Linked DNA regions of Triticum aestivum: region 2 is linked to region 1. A link is a contact called in public Hi-C data. All regions are on one chromosome and are shown on one strand. The core of a region is the stretch at or near the end of the contact, and the rest is flanking DNA. Distances in the headings are between cores, read along the strand shown. Region 1 has its middle 25 kb from the start of LOC123099023. Region 2 holds the start of LOC123099024 (disease resistance protein RGA2).

The links. A called contact is a pair of places that touch in the nucleus more often than the background predicts.
Region 2: a contact with region 1 is called in a Hi-C map of leaf, with 4 times the contacts expected there. The contact joins the promoter of LOC123099024 here to the enhancer-like site in region 1. A contact is called at or near these places in 5 of 5 Hi-C or Micro-C datasets (leaf, root and an unstated tissue).

The regions. Positions count from the first base shown.
Region 1 is chr4D:499,656,991-499,660,671 of IWGSC CS RefSeq v2.1, forward strand. No RefSeq gene overlaps it. Among protein-coding and RNA genes, the nearest start is that of LOC123099023, 25 kb to the right of the region's middle. Within about 2 kb of position 1,996, at least 4 of the 8 cell types and tissues checked have an H3K27ac peak or open chromatin away from gene starts, as enhancers often do. A contact at or near this core is called in leaf and root, where this site is marked.
Region 2 is chr4D:499,754,846-499,758,526 of IWGSC CS RefSeq v2.1, forward strand. LOC123099024 (disease resistance protein RGA2) reads left to right here and starts at 1,785. Exons shown (of 2, transcript XM_044521133.1): 1 at 1,785-1,998; 2 at 2,414-3,681. The coding sequence starts at 3,035.

The DNA of each region.
Region 1 (3,681 bases), core at 746-3,245:
ATAATAACTAGATACACTCTTTGCAAGCAGGCATTTCCGCTTGGAAAAATGACATTTGCTTACAGGCTCTTAACATCTTTAGTGATTTGCAGAACATGCTAGTTCTCAGGTCATCCAGACGATGAATAGCATCACAATCAGTACGGCTGGAGCAGCGCAGCTGGTTAGTCTGTGCACTTTTCTTCTCCTTTAGGGGGGCGGCATATTTTTTTGTCACCTATCCTTATCACAAAAATTACATCTCTTTCCGCGCAACAGTTGAACCAATGGGCATTGATAGTATTGATGTAATATATGGCGTGTGAATCTGTGATGATGGATGAGAATATCACTTTCATTAACAATACTCCGACGCTAGTCGAGTACAAGTTTAATTGATGCGCAGAAACAAAGAGCCCTACTTCTGTCCCCAGCTGGATGAAGTTTTCGGCCGCCCTAATAGTCACCATGCAAGAAATATCTCATATTATGCGGATGGACCGTTGTCCTCGGTCCCAAACGTGGCTTGATAAGGGCATCTCGAAGGCGGATCCGCAAATCTCCCGCAATTGTTTGGACCGTGTTGTCCGGACCACAGACGCGGGCATGTATCGGTCCGCGGCGTGGTTCAGACACGATTTCTCCTTCAAACCGAAGACAAACATGAGGCGGTTTTGCGGGATTCCAGACCGCTCACCAGCCCCTTCCGTGCTTTCATTTCGATGCATGCGGCGCATTCATGCCGCTCCAAAGCACGCAACGGCCATCGTTGATGCCGCGATGTGACCGGAGGGAGGGAGGGCGGCGCTGACCAACGCGACCTCTCAGCAGCCGTCGCTTCAATGCGGACACAAGTTCGCGAGGAAGCAACTCCGGCCGCTACGCCGCATTGAAGAGGACCGCCCTTTCGCCTGGGCCTCGACGCGGCCATTTAAACCGTGCACCGGCGCTGCACAGAGCCGCACCCCACTCCCCGAGCACCGGCCCCCTCCTCTCCCCCGTCTCCATGCCCGAGCCCCTCCCTCCTCCTCTTCGACCCAAGCTCCGGTGATGCCGAAGTCGTGGTGCTCCGTGCCAGCAGGCGGAGTAGGCGGAAGCTCCTCCTCTGGCGGTTCTTGGCGCCGCCGCAGACGCTCTCTGGGCCCGTCAGCGTCCATGGCGGCCGGCTCCTCCGCCAAGGATGAGGTGGTCGTCTAGTATACGGTTTATGTTTCTTTTTTTAGTTTTGTAATTAAACGATCGAAATATCGACCAGTTCATGTAAATTATCTACGAATTTTAATGAAATCTGTTGTGTTCACATGAATTTTGTCCGGTTGGTTCAAATGCAGGTTGAAATGTATCTGTCCGTAGACGGATGCGGGAGGAAATTTGCAGGTTGGCATTGAAGATGCCTAACTGCAAAATATGACCAGTTTGAAAGTTTGTTCCACTAGGGAAGGAGCTCTAGTTGCATGCAATGTCATCGTCCAAGGAAACCCACTTGGCCAACCAAATGACACTCGACATCACGAAACGTACCTCTTGCTTCAGCAAGTGGAGGTTGATATGATTAGACCGATCCACTTCAGCACGTAGCTTGAAATGCTTACTCATGTTGATAGACGAAAATCTACATGACCTGCTACCTTGGAACCTTGTGCAGAATGACAGGATTAAGGGAAGCCACTTGGAAAGGCACATCTGAAAAGGAGCACCTAGATGGTTTTGTATGCACACATTCATTCATCCAAAAGCGCAAGTTGTATAATGGAATTGCCTCCCACTCGAAAGCGACCGTAAATTAGGATTGTTTTATTTGCTTGGCGATGAAGCACCTGCTGGCACTTGAGGATATAGTTGTGCTCGAAAATGAAGTGCGTGGACAGTAAAATCCACCCACCCGAAATGACGTGTACCAATCGATGCTCGGCAAGGAGGCATCTCGGAATGATACGCAGCTGGAAGTTTGGGTTGCAGCAACAAGTCTCGGTCAGGGGCCTCTCCCTCTCGGTCAGGGTGGGTCCCACCCACAGGATTGGTGAGAAGAGAAATATATGTTGGTGCGCTCACAGGTCATCCTTGATCGTTTACCTCCCCTTGCACTTTTTCGGCGCACTTTTTTGTCCTCGGTTCACGGGCCCCGGCCCTTGCCGACCTCAGCAACCCGCCCGCCGGTACCGTCGCTGGCCCGGCCGGTAAAGCCCGCTCCAAACCCATTCTGCAGGCAGAGATATACAGGCAGGAGCGGCACCATTTCCCGCCTCATGTTGCTCTATAAAACACCACAGGCGCCGGCCAGCCACCAGGCAAAGCCAGGCTCTTTGTTTTTTACGTTGCACTTTTGGCTCGGAGCCACACACGCTCTCCCCACATCCCTGTTCACTGAGCTTCGTTCCATCCCTACTACAAGTTTTGTAGAGTTCAGTTTGAACATGGCAAAAGTGAAAGAGAGCCAAATCACTACTACTCGTACAAATGAATCATATTACTGATTTTTTAAACATTATTATGAGAAAGACACGTATTGTATGCATATAATTATTATACTGTAATTGATTGCCGTGATAGTGAATCGTTCCCAAATCTAAGCATTCTCAAACGTGCAATTGATCCACGCTACTCCGGTGCACACCCTACAAGGCTTGGTCATGATCCTCACCTCCCCCCTCCTCATCGTCGTGTACGTGACCATCTTCGACCACCGAACCATGGTGCCCGATTACAAACCGATGCTCACAGGCCTCATAGTAGGTGCCAACACCATTGCCGGCGGCAACTTCTCCAGCACGTCCATGAATCCCGTCCGGTCCTTTGGGCCTGCGTTGGCCACCGGAGTGTGGACCGACCACTAGGTCTACTGGGTTGCCCTGATGGTCGGTGCCTCCTCGCTGGATTTGTCTACGAGACATTGTTCATGGTGAAGAAGTCACATACTCGCATTTACATTTTACGACAATCGAGGTTGTTATTGGATTGATTGTTCTACCGAAGTGCTTCTAGCTTGGGTGTCGAAATGGTTGTTCATGGTGAAGAAGTTGCATGGTCACATGCCTTTTATAGGTCGTCGGGGGTGCCATTAAGGACGCAGCTGGGGAGGCAGTAGGTGGCTAATGATGAGCGGTCAAAGGACATGTTTTTCGGTGAGAAATGCTATTCTACTCACCTGGCTCCTCCCAGCATGTTGACACGCAAGCGAGGAGATGATGTCGCATGGCAGCCATCCGACAGGCCGCCGTGGGAATTTGAGGAGCGGGTGTGACAATAATGGTTAGGTGCATGACCCAGATGGTCTGTGGGAGGCTGGGCTGCTTCAAATTCCGCACATGCCACGAGGAAGAAGAAGCTAAAACTTCCCTCCCGAGCTGGCGGCTGGATATGGGGCAAGCTCCAAACCAGCCACCACACCCTCCATATTTGGATGCTAGGAGCTTGTTATATAGTGATCTCTGTAAATTATGGCAATCGGGAGGCATATGCCAACTTTGCTGGAGTGCCATTTTAGACCAGAATCGCCATATTATCGGTTATTGTAGCGATCGGGCAATATAGCGACTTTGCTAAATTTTCTCTTAGAGCAACTCTACTAGAGTTAGAGCAACTATATCAGATATTGGCAGGCTCCATAATGCATATGGAGTGCGCTCGATAATGTTTTGGTGGTTGTGCACAAACACAGAGTCTCCATAATGTGGCCTCCATATTTTCCCTGCTAGTAGGATC
Region 2 (3,681 bases), core at 535-3,034, 98 kb after region 1:
CCCGGAGTTCATGTTTTACAGGAGAAACATGCCTTAGAAGATAACCTGAAGGGCAAACAAAAAGAACAAGGAAGGAGTCAAATGGAGGCAACAGAGAAGAAGATGGAGTGTGGTACAATTGCACCAAATCATACCTCGGGTCATACCAAATTGCCGAAAATAGGTCTTGGAGATCAAAGGATAAGACTGCGTCGGGTAGGAGCAAGCCCGCTCGTACCAAAACATACTGAAAGCGGGTGTGCGGTACGAGTGCTATAGCGCAAGACGGGGTCCGGTGCGAGAATTACCATTCGTATCGGCCCTCATATCGAAGCAATGTCGAAAACCTTTCATCGACTCCAGAGGAGAAGATGGGGTGTGGTGCTAGGGGGGGGGGGTTGTTTTCGGCACCGGAGAATGGGGTTTAGAGGTCGGATGGAGGTGGCTGCCGGGCAGGGGCAGTGAAAGGGCAGACGACTAATGATGGGTGGGTAGGAGCACACGATTCCAAAAAGTGCATATGGATGCCGAGCTCCAGGCAACCCTCTATTTTTTCAGTGAAATAACTATTTCCACACCTAAAAAAACAAAAACAAATATACACATAAGCAGATAGTTGTAGTATACACGTTTAAAAATCATTTCCATACATGTTCATATATTATAAAAATACAAATGCATAAATTAAAATGGTCTTTTCCTTTGTTGTATTTGGGCCAAGTATTTGTCTTTTTTGCGTAGCCTGCAAATAAATTGCATTATTTAATGAAACTTTATGCATAGTTGAAGAACATGTATATGTATTTGTAGAAAACATATTTTTTTGGAACGTTTAACTATGTTTTTTGAATTCATGAGCCCGTCCTCTATAACGCCGCGCTCCCCTCCACACAACAGAGACCTCCTGTTCAGCGCTTGCGGTGCCGCGCTCGCGCGGATGTTGGCTTTGGCCGGCCCAGCAACGCGAGGCGACAAGCTCACTTATCAGGTCATGCGCACGTGCCTGATGCCCGGTTCATGGTTGACCTGGTCGACCGCCAACTTAAAAAAACGAATTCAAAAGAAATATTTACGAATTTAGGAAAGGTTTAGGAATTTGAATTATCTTTTTTGTGAATTCGAAAAAAAAATTGAACTTGAAAAATGTTCACAAATTAAAAAAAACGTCCAGGAATAAAAAAATTTGTGGATTTGAAAAAGTTGACGAATTAGAACAAAGTTTATGAATTTGGAAAAAGTTCAGGCATTAAAAAACATAAATAGGAAAAAATTCAAGAATTCGAAAGAATCAGGAGAGCGAAAAAATGAAAAACCAATGAGCACAAAACCAGAAAGGAATGGTCGAAAGCTTCTAGAAGCTTCACAAAACCGGCTGGGGACATTCGCAAAAAAAAGTACGAGAGGTGGTGTGCTCCACATACCGGTTGCCCTGTAAGTGGCAAATAGGAATCAGGCAGAAAATAGGAGAACCCAAACATGCCACTCAGGGGAAAATATCACTTGCTCCCATCCTTGAGCTGCTCCCGGTGCTCCAACTTCAAAAAAGTTAATTCTAAATGTTTCAAAAAAAATCTGAAAAAATGTGAATGTTCACAAGAATGTGACTACAGCTCCTAAAAATTTCAGATCCGAACTCGAAATAAACATTGAGAAACAAAAATTTGAAATCTAGAATGCTTTTTGTTTTTTTAGGGGACCCTGTCAGTCAGCTAGGTTCAGCTCGGCTGGCCAACGGCCCATATGAAGATGGAAATGCAGCAGGCCAGTAATTCCGAAGGCCCTCAGCCGAGTGAATCATTGTCTAAAAAAGATACTCCTCTGAATCAGACCGAGGAAGAAACCGTGGGGGGAGCAGAGGATGAGAGGAGGCAGCTGCGCCGCTCGACGGCCCACCGCGCACCCCCGGCCCCGCGACCGTCGGCTCGCCGGTGAACTCGTACTCCGCCATTCGCCCGCCGCCCTCGCCGGTGAACTTCCTTAAGAGCTGACTGATCTGCGCTTCCGGTTTCCTTTCAACAGGTTGCTTTCGATTTCTCTCGCTCCCTTCCGATCTATTTCAACCTCATTAGCTGAACAAATGGTTTGCGGATTCAATTTGAGTTTTGAGGAATTCAAGTTAGGGTCTTAACGCCAATGTCAGCAGACTAGCAGTAGCAGGTACCAGCTCAACTGCTTTAAGCCGAGCACTAGCAGGGGCGATTCCAATTCCTTTCAACAGCTTTATCTCAATGTTAACTCAATAAGTGATTCATTTTATAGATTGGTTTTGTTTTGTTTTGTGGTAAGCTTTTATAGATTGATTTTGAGGAAGGTTGCTTGATTTTTCTCAGGTTGACGTTTCAGGTTTCAGTTATGGCTTTGTGGTCGTTTTCTCCTAGTATAGTATGGTTCATCCAATTTTGCAAAGTTAAGTTAATCTGCTAATTTCACCTAGATACTCCAATGCCCAAGAGTCGGTTCATCAACAAAGGCCCAAGAGTGTAACTGACAGAAAGAAGTATGTGGTGGTGATCAACAAAGGCCCAAGAGTCGGTTCTCGGTCAGGTGACAAGTTAGAAAAATCTATGCCGTGATGGTTTGTTAACAATGACCAAGAGACAAGTGCTGTACCAGTCAAGTCTATACGATAAAGCAAGAAAGAATGCAACCACATACAAAGGATCCTGCGCATGGAATGGGTCCAATTTTAGTGAGCAGAGCACTGGCATTTTCTACAGACCAGAAAGCTTGACTTTGTTAACCAGCCATTACCAGAGAGAGAGAGAGAGAGAGCACAAGAAGAGTTTGCAGACAGACACATCAACTTCCACTCCTGAGAAGTCATAAGAACTGTGGATACAAGTCCCCGTGGTACCAAATGGCTCCCTTTTTTCTTTGATTGACCAGGAAGCATGACTTTGATAACCAGCAACAACTGAGAAGCGTGACTTTGATAACTAGCAATGGCCGGGGGAGGCAGGGGCAGAGCATAGAAAGAGTTTGTAGAGACATCAACTATTCAATTTCCAAGCTCAGTGTTCGTTCCCGAGGATACAAGTTCCCCTAGTCCCCACAAATGGAGATTTTCATTTCTGCGTTGATGGGTGAACTCATATCAAGATCCATGAGTTCCATCATCAAAAAATACTCCAAGCCACCGGCGGAGGCCGTGGAAGCTAGGTTAGAGAGGATTCTACTCAGGGGGCAGGTCATCATCGACGAGGCAATGGGGCGGCACATCACAAACCATGGAATGCTCCGGCAGCTTACCATGCTGAGGTATGCCATGTACCAAGGCTACTATGTGCTTGACACCTTCAGATGCCAAGCATACAAAGAAGAGGAGAATAATCTGGCTGTGAGTCAATCTGGGGTGGTGTCCAAATTTCATTCTGCACAACGCCTCTGCCTCTCCAGCAGCAACAACAAAAAAACATCACAAGGGCTTGAAGTGGCCCTCGAAGGTTTGAGATCCATGATTCTTGATGCCAGCGAGATGGTCAGGTTCCTGACAACATATCCCCGCCTACATCGTCAGCCTTACAGCATGCATCTCTTGCTGGACAAGTGCATGTTTGCCCGCCAGAGGGAGACAGAAGTAGTTACAAACTTCCTTCTGTGCACACAATCTTGTACTAGTAGTTTTGATGTCCTCCCAATTGTTGGTCCGGAGAATGTTGGAAAGAGCACTCTTGTCGCTCATATCTGCGAAGACGAAAGAGT